Linked DNA regions of Mus musculus: regions 1, 2 and 3 are each linked to region 4. A link is a contact called in public Hi-C and promoter capture Hi-C data. All regions are on one chromosome and are shown on one strand. Each heading gives the region's core, a stretch centred on a gene start, on an enhancer-like site or on the middle of the called end of the contact. The rest is flanking DNA. Distances are from core to core; before and after follow the strand shown. Region 1 holds the start of Ttc21b (tetratricopeptide repeat domain 21B). Region 2 holds the start of Galnt3 (polypeptide N-acetylgalactosaminyltransferase 3). Region 3 has its middle 53 kb from the start of Galnt3. Region 4 has its middle 27 kb from the start of Csrnp3.

What was found. Promoter capture Hi-C pulls out the DNA fragments that hold promoters and counts their contacts. A called contact is a pair of places that touch in the nucleus more often than the background predicts.
Region 1: a promoter capture Hi-C map of second pharyngeal arch cranial neural crest shows a contact between it and region 4, with 2.5 times the contacts expected there. The contact joins the promoter of Ttc21b here to the enhancer-like site in region 4. A contact is called at or near these places in 4 of 39 promoter capture datasets (the 3T3-L1 cell line, hippocampal neurons, pre-B cells and 1 more), 1 of 484 Hi-C or Micro-C datasets (nephron progenitors) and 5 of 115 datasets of contacts at active chromatin or transcription factors (embryonic forebrain, embryonic limb bud, forebrain and 2 more).
Region 2: a promoter capture Hi-C map of hippocampal neurons shows a contact between it and region 4, with 2.8 times the contacts expected there. The contact joins the promoter of Galnt3 here to the enhancer-like site in region 4. A contact is called at or near these places in 3 of 39 promoter capture datasets (cranial neural crest, frontonasal cranial neural crest and hippocampal neurons), 3 of 115 datasets of contacts at active chromatin or transcription factors (embryonic hindbrain, embryonic stem cells and stem cell-derived neural progenitor cells) and 1 of 9 other capture datasets (embryonic stem cells).
Region 3: a contact with region 4 is called in a Hi-C map of cerebral cortex, with 2.0 times the contacts expected there. The contact joins two enhancer-like sites. A contact is called at or near these places in 1 of 39 promoter capture datasets (cranial neural crest), 3 of 484 Hi-C or Micro-C datasets (cerebral cortex, embryonic stem cells and uterus) and 2 of 115 datasets of contacts at active chromatin or transcription factors (craniofacial prominence and forebrain).

Annotation. Positions count from the first base shown.
Region 1 is chr2:66,254,550-66,258,147 of GRCm38.p6, forward strand. Ttc21b (tetratricopeptide repeat domain 21B) reads right to left here and starts at 2,068. Exons shown (of 29, transcript NM_001047604.2): 1 at 1,965-2,068. The coding sequence starts at 1,985.
Region 2 is chr2:66,123,540-66,127,135 of GRCm38.p6, forward strand. Galnt3 (polypeptide N-acetylgalactosaminyltransferase 3) reads right to left here and starts at 1,254. Exons shown (of 11, transcript NM_015736.2): 1 at 985-1,254.
Region 3 is chr2:66,176,467-66,179,701 of GRCm38.p6, forward strand. No RefSeq gene overlaps it. Among named protein-coding and RNA genes, the nearest start is that of Galnt3, 53 kb to the left of the region's middle. Within about 2 kb of position 1,550, at least 45 of the 459 cell types and tissues checked have an H3K27ac peak or open chromatin away from gene starts, as enhancers often do. A contact at or near this core is called in cerebral cortex and forebrain, where this site is marked.
Region 4 is chr2:65,816,793-65,820,189 of GRCm38.p6, forward strand. No RefSeq gene overlaps it. Among named protein-coding and RNA genes, the nearest start is that of Csrnp3, 27 kb to the right of the region's middle. Within about 2 kb of position 1,874, at least 108 of the 459 cell types and tissues checked have an H3K27ac peak or open chromatin away from gene starts, as enhancers often do. A contact at or near this core is called in cerebral cortex, embryonic limb bud, forebrain and 4 more, where this site is marked.

The DNA of each region.
Region 1 (3,598 bases), core at 818-3,317, 440 kb after region 4:
CAATCTTCCTTTTGATTTCTGAGGTGGGATCTCCTAATGTAGCTCAGGCTGGCTCAAACCTGCTCTCCTCCTGACTCTTTCGCCAGAGTGCCAGGAGTAGGCTTGTATCCCCATGCTCAGCGGTCTAGCAAACACTTTTGGACTGTCTACTTTCTAGTATTAGGTACTGTGTAAGATACTGAGAAGAGAGTATAACCTATCCTGTTCTACACTGTACTCTGAATCTATCAATAAGATGCTGAGAAAAGTTAACAAGAGTGTTTACTGCCATGGAAAAATCTTGAACATTCAGGTAAACTGTAATCTGAACACCCGCTGGGACACAATGCTATAATGAATGTGGGGTGGGCACTACTTCGCTTTGGGGAATACAGAATACTGTACTCAGCTTGGTAACTGTGGGTGACCAGGGAACCCACTCCTGCAGAGGATGCTAGAGCCGATTCTTCAATTATAAACACATTACTCCATCTCCTCCACATATAACACCGTATTTCTCTTGGAATATTTCTGAGAAAGGCCCAGGGCTGTAAAACGCAGAGGAAGAGCAATATGGAGATAAGAGTGTGGTACCTGGGTTGGGTGTGGTGATGGGCGGGGCTAAAAGCCAGCCCTTATTCTACAATAGGGTAGGAAACCAGAGTGATAGGTCCAAAGGGAAGGTAGGTCCAAGATATGTCTGGCTTTCTTCCCACTTGGTTTTGTATGGGTAGTGAGCTAAAAATAGTTGGAGAAGAAGGGCCAGGGAAAACCTTTCATAGACAAACGTTAGAGCTCATGAAGATGTACTGGCATATGAGGATGCTCCTTCATTTAGGTACATCCACAGCTGCTTACCAACGTCACTGCAGATGGACAGAGATACTAAAGTAGGTACCATCTGGCATTTTGTAGACGGTGCTTGCCACTCCTTGTTCAAGAACCTTGTTCTAGATAGAATATTGCACTGATCAAACTGGAAAGGGAAGAAGCCAAGGTCAGCAGCCTCAGTTTTAGGACACGACTCGCTCCTGTGCTAAGTGATGAGAAGTTTAATAATGGTTTTATCACTAAAGTGGTTTTAGTGCAGAACTCATTTGGATAAAATGAGGGATAAAACATGTAAAAGAGTTGGAGGAAAAACTTGAAAAGGTAATGTAGAAATTCATTAAAAAAAAAAAAAAAAAGCCAAACCTTTCGGTCTTCCCTAACTGTCAGCACCCACTGTCCTCTGAATATAATCAGTAGTTCTCATGACATTCATGTGTTTAATAGCTTGTGGGGTCAGCCCTCATAAATCAAGTGAAAGTTGCAAGACTAAGCACCTTTACTGCAGTATTGCAAGTACTTAGAAAATAGTGCAAAACACACAGAAGGCAGTCAACCAATGCTTGCTAAATGTACTAAGAACTTTTTCCAGTGTTGGATTTTTGAATGAGTAAATCTCATGTCCAGGAGTCTGTTCAGCTAGCTCCAACTTCCGGGAGTCACCCAAGAAAAAGCGCTCCACAAATACTGAACAGGTCCCAAAGTGGACAGAGGGGAGGGGAGGGGATGCGAGGGGAGGGGAGGGGAATGATCGCGAAAGGCTTCCAAACCTTGTCCTTGTTTTTCACCATTTCTGAAATATATGCTGAGTGCAACTATGGGAAGACCATTTTCATAATCTATAATACTCCTCCTTTTAAAGGACTTTCGTTAACCGCTTGCAAAGGTGAGTGCCGGGTAGAGGACATTAGCTCGCTAAGTCCCTAGAAATCACACTTGGAGACTAAGCAGGCTTTCCCAGGAGAAGTCCAAAGCCAACATAAGCAGGAGGCTGGGGGCTGGCCGTTAACCGCAAGGCAGTGGTTGAGCCCTCGGGATCATCCCGGCGGGGGGCGCAGCATCTCCGCCAAGGCCGCAGGCTCTCACCATCAGCTGCCCGAGCCACCCTGTACCTCGCAGTCCACTCGCCCTGCCCACGCCCCGCGCCGCCCGCTCACCTTCAGCCCCTGGGAGTCCATGGCCGCCGGCTACCCGGAGGGTGCCCACCGCTGCCCGCCGCAGGGTTAGGGGTTCAGACCCACTTCCCGGGCCCTCAAACCCTAAGGGACGCGGCGTGCAGCACGAGGGGCGTGGCCCGATCTCCATTGGTTGTCGGCGTGAGGGGGCGGAGCTTAGTTGTAGGACTAGGAAGGAGGGGGCCACCGGAGCAGGCGAGGAGGGAACCCCGAGGGAGGACCGCGAGGGCGACTGGGGCTGGAATCCGCTGAGCATTGAGTGCTGCCGAGTTGTGGGGCTAGAGGAGGGAGGTCCAGCCTGGAAACGGCGCGAGGAGGAGGGATTGGGTGGAGCAAGAGATATGAGATTAAAGAATAAAGATGATGAAGCAGCAAATAGGAGGGAGAGCCATGCCGCTTTTCATCCCTGCAAACAAAGGCCGACTCCATTTTCTCAGCATTTTTTGTGGAAGCCGATTTGCGCAATGCGGCTTAGTACTTGACCAGGGAAAATGATTTACCTGACACGTGTAGTAATCGTGTCTGGGCCACAAGGTGGCGCAGAAAAATCACAGTTCGGCAAAAACCTTGAAGCCTGGCTTGGGCTTGTTCTAAATCTTTTCAGGCGCTGCTGTAATTTTGCTATTCGAGTGCTTATTAAACTGCTCCGCCAGATTTCCACCCCCAAAGTCTTATTTAAAAATATGTGGTTACCTCTTTTAGATTTCTATTTCTTAAGTGTTTGCTGTAGTTTGGATCTAAACTGTCCCTCAAAGACACACGTGCTGAATGTTCCCCAGCCCGTGTGCTGTTGGGAGTGGTGGAACCTTTGATAGATGAGGCCAAATGAAAGGACTTTAGAAGATTCTCACGTGACCTTGAAGAAGACATTGGGACCATGGACTTGCTGTTTGCTTTTCTTTTTGCTTTTCTGTTTGCTTCCTGGCAGCCTTCCTTAGAAGATCTTCACCAGTGTATTTATCATGAGATCCAGCAAGCTGACTGAGAGGGGCATCTAGACACACTAATTTGTTTCTGCTTGTATTCTTTAAAGGACTGCAGGCAGCTGTGGCCGTTATACTGATGTTTTAGTGGGCCTCCTGCCTGCTCTTAGGACTCTTCCTTCAATCGGGTTGCTTTCTCCATCCTCCGTATGAGATCTTTTACCTTGTCTTACTGTATTTTGGTCCTGTTTGGCTGTCATCTCTTAGAAGCCTACTTCTTTCTGAAGAGGAGAGGGAGGGGGAATGGATCTAAAGGAATGGAGAAGCGGATGTGGTGAAAAGCTAGGAAGAGTGGGGTGGGGGAACTGTGGTTGGGATGAGAGAAGAATCCATTTCAATTAAAAAAAAACAGGCAGAATGATGTAGACAGTTCTAGAATTCTATCTTATCAAGAAGAGAGGTACTTAAGGTCATGACAAAGCAGTGGGGATGCTAATTATTCCAATGTGACCCCTGCTCTTTGTATGTGTGCACTGAAATATCGCACTGTATCCCAGTGAAAACCACCAGTTTCCACATTTTTGAGCATCATATAAGCCTTTTGAGTTTCAGTGGAGTCTTGGGACAGAAAGGGCCTTATGATACTGAGTGAGAATTAGTGTTGAGAGCCAGGGGTACACATCTTTAGTCCCA
Region 2 (3,596 bases), core at 4-2,503, 310 kb after region 4:
TTTACAAAAGTATTTGAGTTCAGATGTACCTTAGGTAGTGTAACTTCAATATCAAGCCATAACTTAGAAACATTTTCTTAAAAAGAAAAAAAAATCAGAAAGGGGAGGAAGGTAACTTGATGGAGTTCCCAAAACAGAAGGAAGGAATTAAGTATTAAGTCTATGCTAAGAGTAGTTTCAACCTTAATTCATAGGCTTTCGAAAATCCTAATTAGGTAGACAGGAATTTGGGCTTGGCACTTCCAGGTTCAGACGTGGCAGGATGCTGAAACAAAGTTGGTTTTTTTTTTTTTTTTTTTTTTTTTGAACCTTTGAGTCATATGCCACAGGCACACCAGATCCGAGATACATTGGTCCTTAAGTCAACAGGTCCTCTAAGAGGAGGCAGCTGGTGAACCACAGTTCCATTTCCTCCTGCCACAAAGACCTGGACTCTGCCACCTTCAACCGGAAAGTGGGCGCAGCTCTGGCTCGGGGAGGGCACCCGGAAAAGTGCAGTGCGCGGGATGCCCAGGTCCCGACCACCGAGCGCCTTCCAAACCAGTCGGCAAGCTTCGTGATGGCTCTGGCTGCCGCCGTTTTCCAATCTAGGACTGTCTGGGCTTAGCGGGGAAAGTTGCCCGGCACAACCACAGCCCTCCCCGTAGCGGGTTTGGCCCACTCGGTACCCGGGAGTGGGCAGGCAACCTGCTAGCCCAAGTTGGCAAGCCTTGAGCAGCGCCTCCGCCAGAGACCCGCCCTCCCGAGGACTATCAGGGGGCCCAGGGGTACCAGGGGGACTTTCTGCCCCGGTGAGGCTCTGGGGCTGCCGAGGGGACCCGGCGACAGGAGTGATCGGTATCCCCGCCGGCCTCTCCCGAGGGGGAGCAACTGAAACCCGCTCTCGAGACCGCGTCCAACCGGCCGCGGGCAGCTCCGGGGCCGTCCCGCACGCTGTCCCCTTGCTGGGACTGCGGGAGCCCGGTCGGCTGGACGCCGGCTTACCTGGCAGGTGGGCAGGGCAGGCGGCGGGAAGCGGCGGCCGGCCGGGGCTCTGTCCGCGGGGGTCCAGAGCCAAGTGCAGGTGGCGACGCCGGCGACTCGGGTGGCCGTGGCTCTCGTGGCCGCTCGGCTCAACTCCTCCTCCGCCGCCGCTTCCTGCCTTCCCGCCGGGCCTCCCGCGTTGCCAAGCGAGGCCACGCCGAGGCTCCTCTTCCTCTGCGAGTCTCCCAGGTGAGCTCCCGCCGGCGACGTCGGCAGGGGCGAGGCCGGATCCCGCGCCTGCGCGCCAGCCCCGCGCCCCGCCCCGGTCCTACCTGAGCGCTCCAGGTGAGCCGCGGGCCGGCCGGGCGCGCGCCAAGCAAACTCCTCCGCCGCCCGCGCGCTGCCCGCCCGCCAGCCCTCCGCAGTGCCGAGCCTGCGCTGCCCCGCGCCGCGGCCACCTGGTACCCAGAGCCCACTGGCAGGGACGCTGAGAAATCTGAGCCGCACTTCCCCCTACCCCTAACCCCACGCGGTTCCTCTTCCTCTCCGGGTGGTCCAAACCCAGGGGTGCGGCGTTCCCCGGGACCCCTGGGAGACCGTGCTGCTTTCCTCCCGAGGCTCAGCAGCTTTGTCACCAGTTAGGTTGGTGAGCTTCCTTCCCCTGTAGCCTTGATTTCATCACTCCTCTCACTTGAGCGCAGCGAGTGGTTTCCGTTTCTGGCCGCCGGCGCTAGGGTAGGGAAGCCTCAGGTCCCAAGGAGGCGACTCCCTTTTTCAAAGTAGAGCTTCTGGTATTTTGGTCAAGTTTCAGTTGATTTGGGGTCCACCGTCACCCCTTCCTGGGTTGCTATCTATTGCAAGACCAACCAATCAATATCCACAGGAGAGGGATAGCAGCGCCCTCGGGGAGAACCCCTCTGCCAGGGTTTGGGCAGAGTTTGTGGTTTCCTGGAAAGGAATTGTTTTCACTGAAGAGTAGATTAAAAGCCAACATCTGTTCTGCAAGGTGAGAACCTACACTCTTAAACATGTTAGGCTTTGCCAGTGTGTTTGAGACACTTACACCGTGCCCCCCCACCCCTTCCACTATGCCTTCTGTTCTGGAGACGTTGACACTCAAAACCAGGACTTCAAATTGCTTTTACACATTTCTATGAACTTTTTATTTGACTATTCTCAAAAGTATTCAGGGAAGTGGAAAAACAGCTAAAGACTCTGGGCGACCTGTTTGATTCCGCAGTGATGAGTTTTCCTATAAAGAATGATGGAAGCCTTCCTCCCACATTTTGACACTCACGGTGTTTATTTCCTAACTTATGAGTTTTATATGTGAACTGGAACTAAGTTTTAAAATCTTAGTACATTATCAACAGGTGTTAGTTTTACTTGGCTTATGTGCAACATTTGTTGTAGTATAGTTTCACTTCATATAGCTTCATATAGTTCGGCAACTTAGGTAACTTTTTTTTTTCTTTTGCTTATTTCCAATTGTTTTGTAGGCATCCAGGAACTTTTGTATGACATTTTAGCATTATCATTTAAAAGTTCCTTCTTCCTCTTTCCCCTGAAAATAAAGATTTAAGAGGCACGTGTATATTGTGTATATTACCATAATAACTATCTACTGTGTATCTGTGGGCCGAAAACTAAAAACATTAATTTCCAAAACTCATTTTAATTTTTTGGTTCTGCAACGTCTTTTTGCTGCTTGTGTTTAAATGGAGAGAGATTAGTGCTCATCTTTGGGGGGATTTGGAGGAAATGTTAAGTGTATAAACCACAACATCCCTCTTCCCTTCCTGTGCACTGCCCACCCTAAAGGATGCGTGGAGCCGAAGATGGTCAGTTCTTACTCCTCACCGGGAGGCTAACAGTGACGGTTTCCACTGACAGGAGCAGGGTCAGAACAGGACGGCAGTATAGGATCGCAGGTGGAGGTGCACTGATGACTAGTCATAGCAGAAAACAACTGGGAAGGGCAGCTAGGGAAGGCTTACCAAAAGAGAATGAGAGAAAATAGGCCCCAAGTTGCAAGATGAGTGGCCAGAAAAGATAAGAAAGGTGTTTCGAGGTTATAGAAAAAATTCACTGCTCGGCTTATGATGACAGAGATGGCAGCCAAGCCCTCAGTGTTTCTGAATTAGCATATTTGTTCCACTTCATACGGTATCTGAACTGTTATTTCACATCATTCTGAAAGCAAGGTCTTAAAAATTAATTAAAAGTGTTTCTGCTTCATATTAAATTTAAAATGCTACAGGCCAAGAGAAACTATTATTGTACTGAAATGTTTAATATCCTAAGTCTAGTCAGATATAAGAATCTTGGAAGTACCATTCTACTCAAATTACGAAATGAATCATTTATTTCACAGGAGTGAAATTAACATCTCCTCACAAAGTGGAAATTCAGGAGGCTTGGTGCATGCATGTGTCTCTGAGACAAGCCTGTTTAATAGTACATATTTGGAAAAGTTAGGCAACAGGGCAGACTTCACACAGGAAAGAACTGCCACAAACACCTCTTCTCTCCCCAACACATACATGTATGTTCGAACACTAGTTTGTGACTAGTTAGAAGCTGCTAAGTTATGTAGACTTTAGATCCTCACTGGTTAATCATTTCGGTTAATG
Region 3 (3,235 bases), core at 300-2,799, 360 kb after region 4:
AACATTGTTTATATGTATATACATATGTAAATATATTCACATTGTGAATGGATGTAGTAAATCAGTCATAATCTGAGCTCCACCCCTCATCTCTGGACCGAAAAGGATTGGGTTCAGTAGTCTGCAATGTGTAGAGGGATACACATTTCATAAGCTGTGAGAGTGACTTGCTAATTACCAGGAATCACACTGTTGTTGAAATGAGTGCCTGGCCTTTAATCCCAGCATTCGGGGAGGCAGAGGCAGACTCAGCTCTGTGAGTTCCAGGCCAGCCTGGTCTAGAAGGTGAGTTCAGGATAGCCTGGGCTACACAGAAAGACCCTGCCTCAAAAAAACAAAACAAAAAAACAAAAACAAAAACAAAAAATAAATAAAAGAAAATGAGTGCTCAGGAAAGGTATTTGAGAAATTAACACATGTTGCATTTTATATAACTGCTAGCAACCTTGACCGCTCCATTAGTGAACTGCACTTGGATGCCCTTGTCCACTCTTTTCTCTACTTCTGTAAAGGCAAGTTATTGCTAGGAACACAAGACTGAGCTGTAAAATGTGAGTAAGAAGCTTCTTGTTTGAAGTGGTCCTGGAGGTCGACCCTCAAGGGGTGCGAGTGTCAGGATACACAGACGATGACATAGCAACCAATGTGTGTGTGAAAATCTGCAGCGAGGCTCCCGTGCGGGTGTGTCCTTTTGGCTGGGATTGCATTACTACTCCCATATTAAGCACAACACAAGGCAGAGCATTTTCTACCTGCTGTGTGAGCATTTCCTGCTCATGCCAAATTCCTGACAGACAGCGGGCCAGTGTTGGATCAACTGTTTCACATCTATCTGTTTGTTTGCATGTCAACAATCTACTCTTAAGTACCATTTTAAATACCAGAAAACAGAGACTACAAAGGCCTAGAAAATCTGCCCCAAGTTGCACTGTTAAGAAGGGGCCAAGATGAAAATCTAGGTTGTTTGGTGCAAAAGCCCAAGATGCTATGTGGCCTCTCGGTACTCATCCAGGATTGGAGGCCAGTCAGACGAGTACTGAGCAGTGTGCCTCACACTGTTCTAAGTCAGAAAGACTGTCCAGTAAAACTATATTGATCTGAACCAAAATGTGCTCCCTTCTTGTGCTCTCTGCTCAGAAACTAATGATAGAGCATAGATTATAAATGATTTTAAGAGTTGGACATAAGTATTTTTACAATGTGAGTCTCCAGCTGACCCCTTTCATTTTGTACTTTTAGTGCTGTTTGAAAAGGCAGTGGATCTCGTCACGATCTCTCAGCCGTTGATGTGGGTTTTACTGGTCCGTAGCTTTCCCCGTCTTCTCCTATATGCTTCAACAGGGTGTTTCTGCCACCCACTGAAGTCCAATTCTCAGTTGTTGAGGAAATAGCAGAAGGTTTCATTATTTTATTTTATTTTATTTTATTTTATTTTATTTTATTTTATTTTATTTTTAGTTCGTGTGGATAAGAGGGAACAGAGCAGGCTCCTCCCAGATGCTGATTTCTAGTCAGCATGTTGCTTGCGTCCCCTGGTTGGACATATTTCAGCCATCCTGTGCCTACGGAGAAAAACACCTCTACTGGCTTGGGTCGCTATGGTAACCGATGCTCAGCAGGCAGTTGCTGTTTCATTTAACATTACTGGCTTTAAGAACTTGAGGGGGAAAGTGTGCTTTCATATTAAAGAAAGGGGAAGCTGAGTAGTTTAATTAATGTATCTCAATCCAATGTTAGGAAAGAGGTCACTTGTGCCGTTTGACCATGTTGCACCTAGGTCTATTTTATGTACGTATCAGATCTCAAGCATCAAAGGATGGGGTCTTTCTCTCATCATGGGTAAAGTGCACAGAGTGGGCAGGAGAAGAGAAACAGGGGTTATGCTGGACCCTTTGCAAAGGATTTTTCACTTTATAAAGCCATCTCAGCTTGAGAGTATACAGAAGAATTGCTTTCTCTTCTCTCACCCACAAAGGAGGCCTGAGAGATGGGTTGCTAGGCAACCTCACACTGAAGTCTGGGGCACTTTGAAATTAACATAGCTGACCTCCCCATCATCTCTGCTGCTATGCTATTCAAAACCATTTTTATGAGTCTGCAGGACTCAAGAAAGCAGATATAAAATGTAAATACAAAATAAAGAATAGGGGAAATAAATCCTTTGCAAGGAAAGACCAAGATTCACTCAATGAGTTAGGCAGCAGTCTGAAAGGATCGGTGGAAGGGAAAGTAGTGTTGGCTGCTATGAGTCAGAAATTCATAGTTTTAATAATATAGGAAGAAAACATTTCCCTCCGAGTTCTTTTGTAGATATTTATAGCTGCCATGTAGAGCATCACAGCAGAATCTGAAAATACTTAGGGTCCATGGGAAGATAAATCAGTTTCTAATAACGCCGTTTCTCTACGCAATTTTTAACAAAAGTGCTCAACTCTCATTCTTCACCCCATGGTGCTTTGCTTAAAGCTGCAGAGTCTCCTGTTCAACTTTCTGTCACTACATCGTTAGTATGACAGTGCTGGCATGGGAAAAGATGGAATTCATTTTGCAAGGAGAGAAACACAAGGAGGCGGCAAAGCTGCTCTATGGAGCACAGCATATACTCTTACCAGCAAGAAATTTCTTCAGTGTGACTTTTTAAATGCTTTGTGCTACTAGGATATGGTTATGGGGGCATTTTAAAGTAGATTTGCATTTACCAGGACTGAAAATCAAAGTTGGTAGTGTGGTGTGTGTGTGTGTGTGTGTGTGTGTGTGTGTGTATACGTAGGCAGGGAGGACTGTAACAAATGGGATTCAGTGGGTTTGTTTGTTATGGTTATTTGGGTAAGGCAATTCTGAACTTTAGATGGATTCATGAGAAATCAATGTGTTGCGATTGGGATTTCAGTGTGAAGCCTCGTGTAAATGATTCGGGAGGAAAGAGCTCTGTGAATGAGTTGGAATTGATGTGAGTTCAGTGATTCCTAAAACATGCATGTATACATGCAAAGTACACCTGCTTGACCCATGTCTGTGTGTTCATGCATGAACACATGCTTACTAACTGCAGAAACGACACAGTACTACACTCTGGGCTCAAAAAATAGATTTTTTTTTAAATCGAAATTTCAATGATTCTTACATTTATTTGTTTTATATGTCTCTGTGTATATGAGTTTTTCTATGAGTGTGTGGAAAACAGAGGACTTGTGGGATCATCTTGTGGGGTGGGTGGGTGGGCAGGGTAATTAGA
Region 4 (3,397 bases), core at 624-3,123:
GTGTTCATATATGTATAATGTGTGTATATCATGCATGTACATAGTGTATGTATAGTTGCATATATCTATATCGATATATATATATATATATATAAATATATAGTGTGTGTGTGCTTGTGTGTATACACACATGTGTGTAGCAAGCATGTATGTATAGTGTGTATATATATAGTGAATATATAGTTGTGTGGTATGTGTATGGTATACATGTAATATATAGTGTGTGAATATTGGATTTACAGTGTGTGTCCAGTGTCTATATATAGTATGTATATAGAGTAGTGTGTGTGTGTATAGTGTGTGAGTGAGTGTGTACCGTGTGTGTTCTTTGTTTCTTTGTTCTGTGGACGTGCATGTTGAGACCAGCACTTGACATCAAGTGTCTTTCAGTGATGACGCTCCTTTATTTCTTGAGATGCAGGCCTCTCACTAAATGGAGGCCTAGACTGTCTATCCAGTACACTTCAGGGCTCTACTTGTCTCTACCCTTCCTGCAACAGTGCTGAGGATACAAAGTTACTTTTTAAATTTTCATTTCATGGACATTGATGTTTTGCCTACATATATGCACGTGGGTGTGAAGGTATCAGAGGTATCAGAGCCTCTGGAACTGAGTCACTGGAACTGCAGTTACAGACAGTTGTGAGCTGCCTTGTGGATGTTAGGATTTGAACCTGGGTCCTCTGGGAGAGTAGCCAGTGCCCTTAACCGCTGAGCCATCTCTTCAGTCTCCCCCGACACACCCACAGCTTTTTTGGTAGGTTCTATGAATCTGAGCTCAGGTCTTCATGACTATGCAGCACGTAGTTTATTGACCGAGCCATTTCTATTATGCAATTCTGGATTTCTTTTTCCCCTCCTTTTTCTAAAGATGTCTTAAACATCTCACTGTGAAGACTGATATGGTGGTCACCTTCACCAAGTTCTAGTAGTTCTTGATGCAATTCAGGATTCCCCTACCCCATCCAGACCTATCAACACTGAGTAACGGGGTCAAGGAGCACAGTTGAAGGCCAATTCGGCAGATGATCACCATACAGCACAATGTGCCATTGTGCCCCAAATCAGCTGTTCCTAAGATAGAGGAACAGGCTTGCTTAACCAACTTCACTTGATGAAGAAATTAACTAGATACTCAGTGTTGTCCAAGACCATCTAAAACCAGTCTCTAGGGTTAGAACCTGAAAAATTTGCATTTTAAGGTGATTTTTTGCATGGAAAGCCAGTGGTTTCTAAGCCACTGCAGTCTATATAGTTGAAGTGAGTCTACAAGAAGAATTTAGTCTTATTCTTCTCAAGGTGCTATTATTAGCAAACCTGAGGAATTCTTTAAGGTCTGTGGTTTACATGTATTTCTTAGATTGTGTGTCCTGGGTCTGCACCAGCCGAGTTGCCCAGCAGCTTTTAAAAATCCAGGTTCTTAAACTCCAGCTTGAGAGTCTGAATCAGAACTAAGGGGTGGGGACCAGCGACTGTGTTTTAACAAGCTCTGCATGGAATTCCGAGCCGAGCCGACGTGGGAGACCACTGATTTGGGTCAAAGAATAAAAATGATTTCACTGTTCTTTGTAATCTTTGATCGGGAAAGCGACTTTATTTTTTAGAAACTGTATGTTTAAGAGCAACCGTACTGCCTCGGAAGATGTATTCTTGGCGGCGAACAAAGCAATCCATTTCCTCTCTCTGTTTCCCTTTTGTGTGCTGCAGATGTTGGCAGTAGTAGCAGCGTTATAAACATAGGCAGCGGGAGAGCCTGCGACTAGAACTGAGGAAATCGGTTCAGGTTAAATTCTCTTGAATACTTCCTCTCTAAGACCTTGTGCCAGTTCGTGATTTCCAGGCAGATGTTTTCCATTACACTGCTACTGGGTCATGACAGACACTGCCTCAGTTTGCAGTTGCTGTGGCAACCACGGTTTTCGGTCTTCAGAGAATAGTATACAGCTCAGAGGCACGCTTTTTCTTCCAGGAATGGAAATGTTGATCAGCTGGAGGAATTGATTGGGTTGACAACTGTACATTTGATCAATCGGTAGTAAGTTTGAAAGATCCCGTTTACCACGCTCTTTTTGCTTAGTGGGCGGTCACGCGTTTCTTCTGTTAATTTTTAGACAAATAAAGATCTGATACTTTAAAACACCATGTGTTTTGCAAACTCTGTTTTTCATGTGGATGAGAAACTCAGTCACAATTTTTTGTGATTCCTGCTTACTGTTTTCCACTAATATGAATCTTATTTTCCCTTTGGCCATTTTATACAGGAATGAAAGTAAGTTTTAATTTGCAAAGCAATGATAATCTAATAACACTGTAGATTTGAAAACAGTCTATCTAGCATCTAATTGTAGTTTCATTGGGGATCTTGTTACCTGGGGAATCATTAGATTCTACAAATTAAAAAACAAGAAACAAAACAAACAAACAAACAAAAAAAACTACGCCAAGAACATTTTCAGAATTAAGGTCCTTTGAAAAAACAAATCAATTATCATCTTTAAATTAAATCAGGAGAAAGTTTTGTTTTTCCTTTTCTACCACTGTATGTTTTTATAGTTGGATAATTTTTTAAAGCATTAATCACAAACTCCTAAAATCATGTTATGGTTGGTTTATATCCTATGAGGAGAATAAAAATCTTTCAGAGAAGTATTTTAAATTATAGTAATTACTTACAGTACCCAGGTCCCCTGGATTCTGAGTCAAAGTCCTGTGTTTATGAGCTGCTCTGGGAAACTGAACTCCATTACTTTGACTGCAACAATGTTTACAGAGAAGCTCTGTTTTAAGGGCAGATTCACAATGCTTTAGTATTTTTTTTCCACTTTGTGATAAATATTTTGACCACGTGATTAGTCATGATACATGCACCTCTCTGGCAGGTAGTTTTCCTCTTCAGTCAGTCATCATGTTCGAAATTGCAATATTAACAATTATAGCTCCAAAAAGGTTTTATTTATTTATTTGTTGTTGTCATTGCATTGGAAACTGTGACATTGTTTGCATGCTTTCTCGGCAAATGTTTGTAAATCTTGACATTATGGTGTATGGTGCTTTGGACAGGTCTGTCATCTAGCTTGGTGTTAATGGCATGTTAATTTACTTCACCTCCTCATTGTAGATTGAGGGTTTCCTGAAATTCACTATGAATTCTTTGGTTTGGTTTGTAGTCTCTACCGCACACAGAGATGCGCAATAAATCTTTGTTATAATCACTTGAAATAAACATTTAGACACCCATGCTGCGTGCATAGGCCTAATGCTCAAAATATCCTTGCAGAGGTTTAAGAAACACAAGTAACATGATGGATATACTATTTTAAGTATTCCTGAAATTTTAAACTATGAACAAATCATGTGTTCTTTTTATGTTCTGAAAAGAAACACACCTAAGATATAA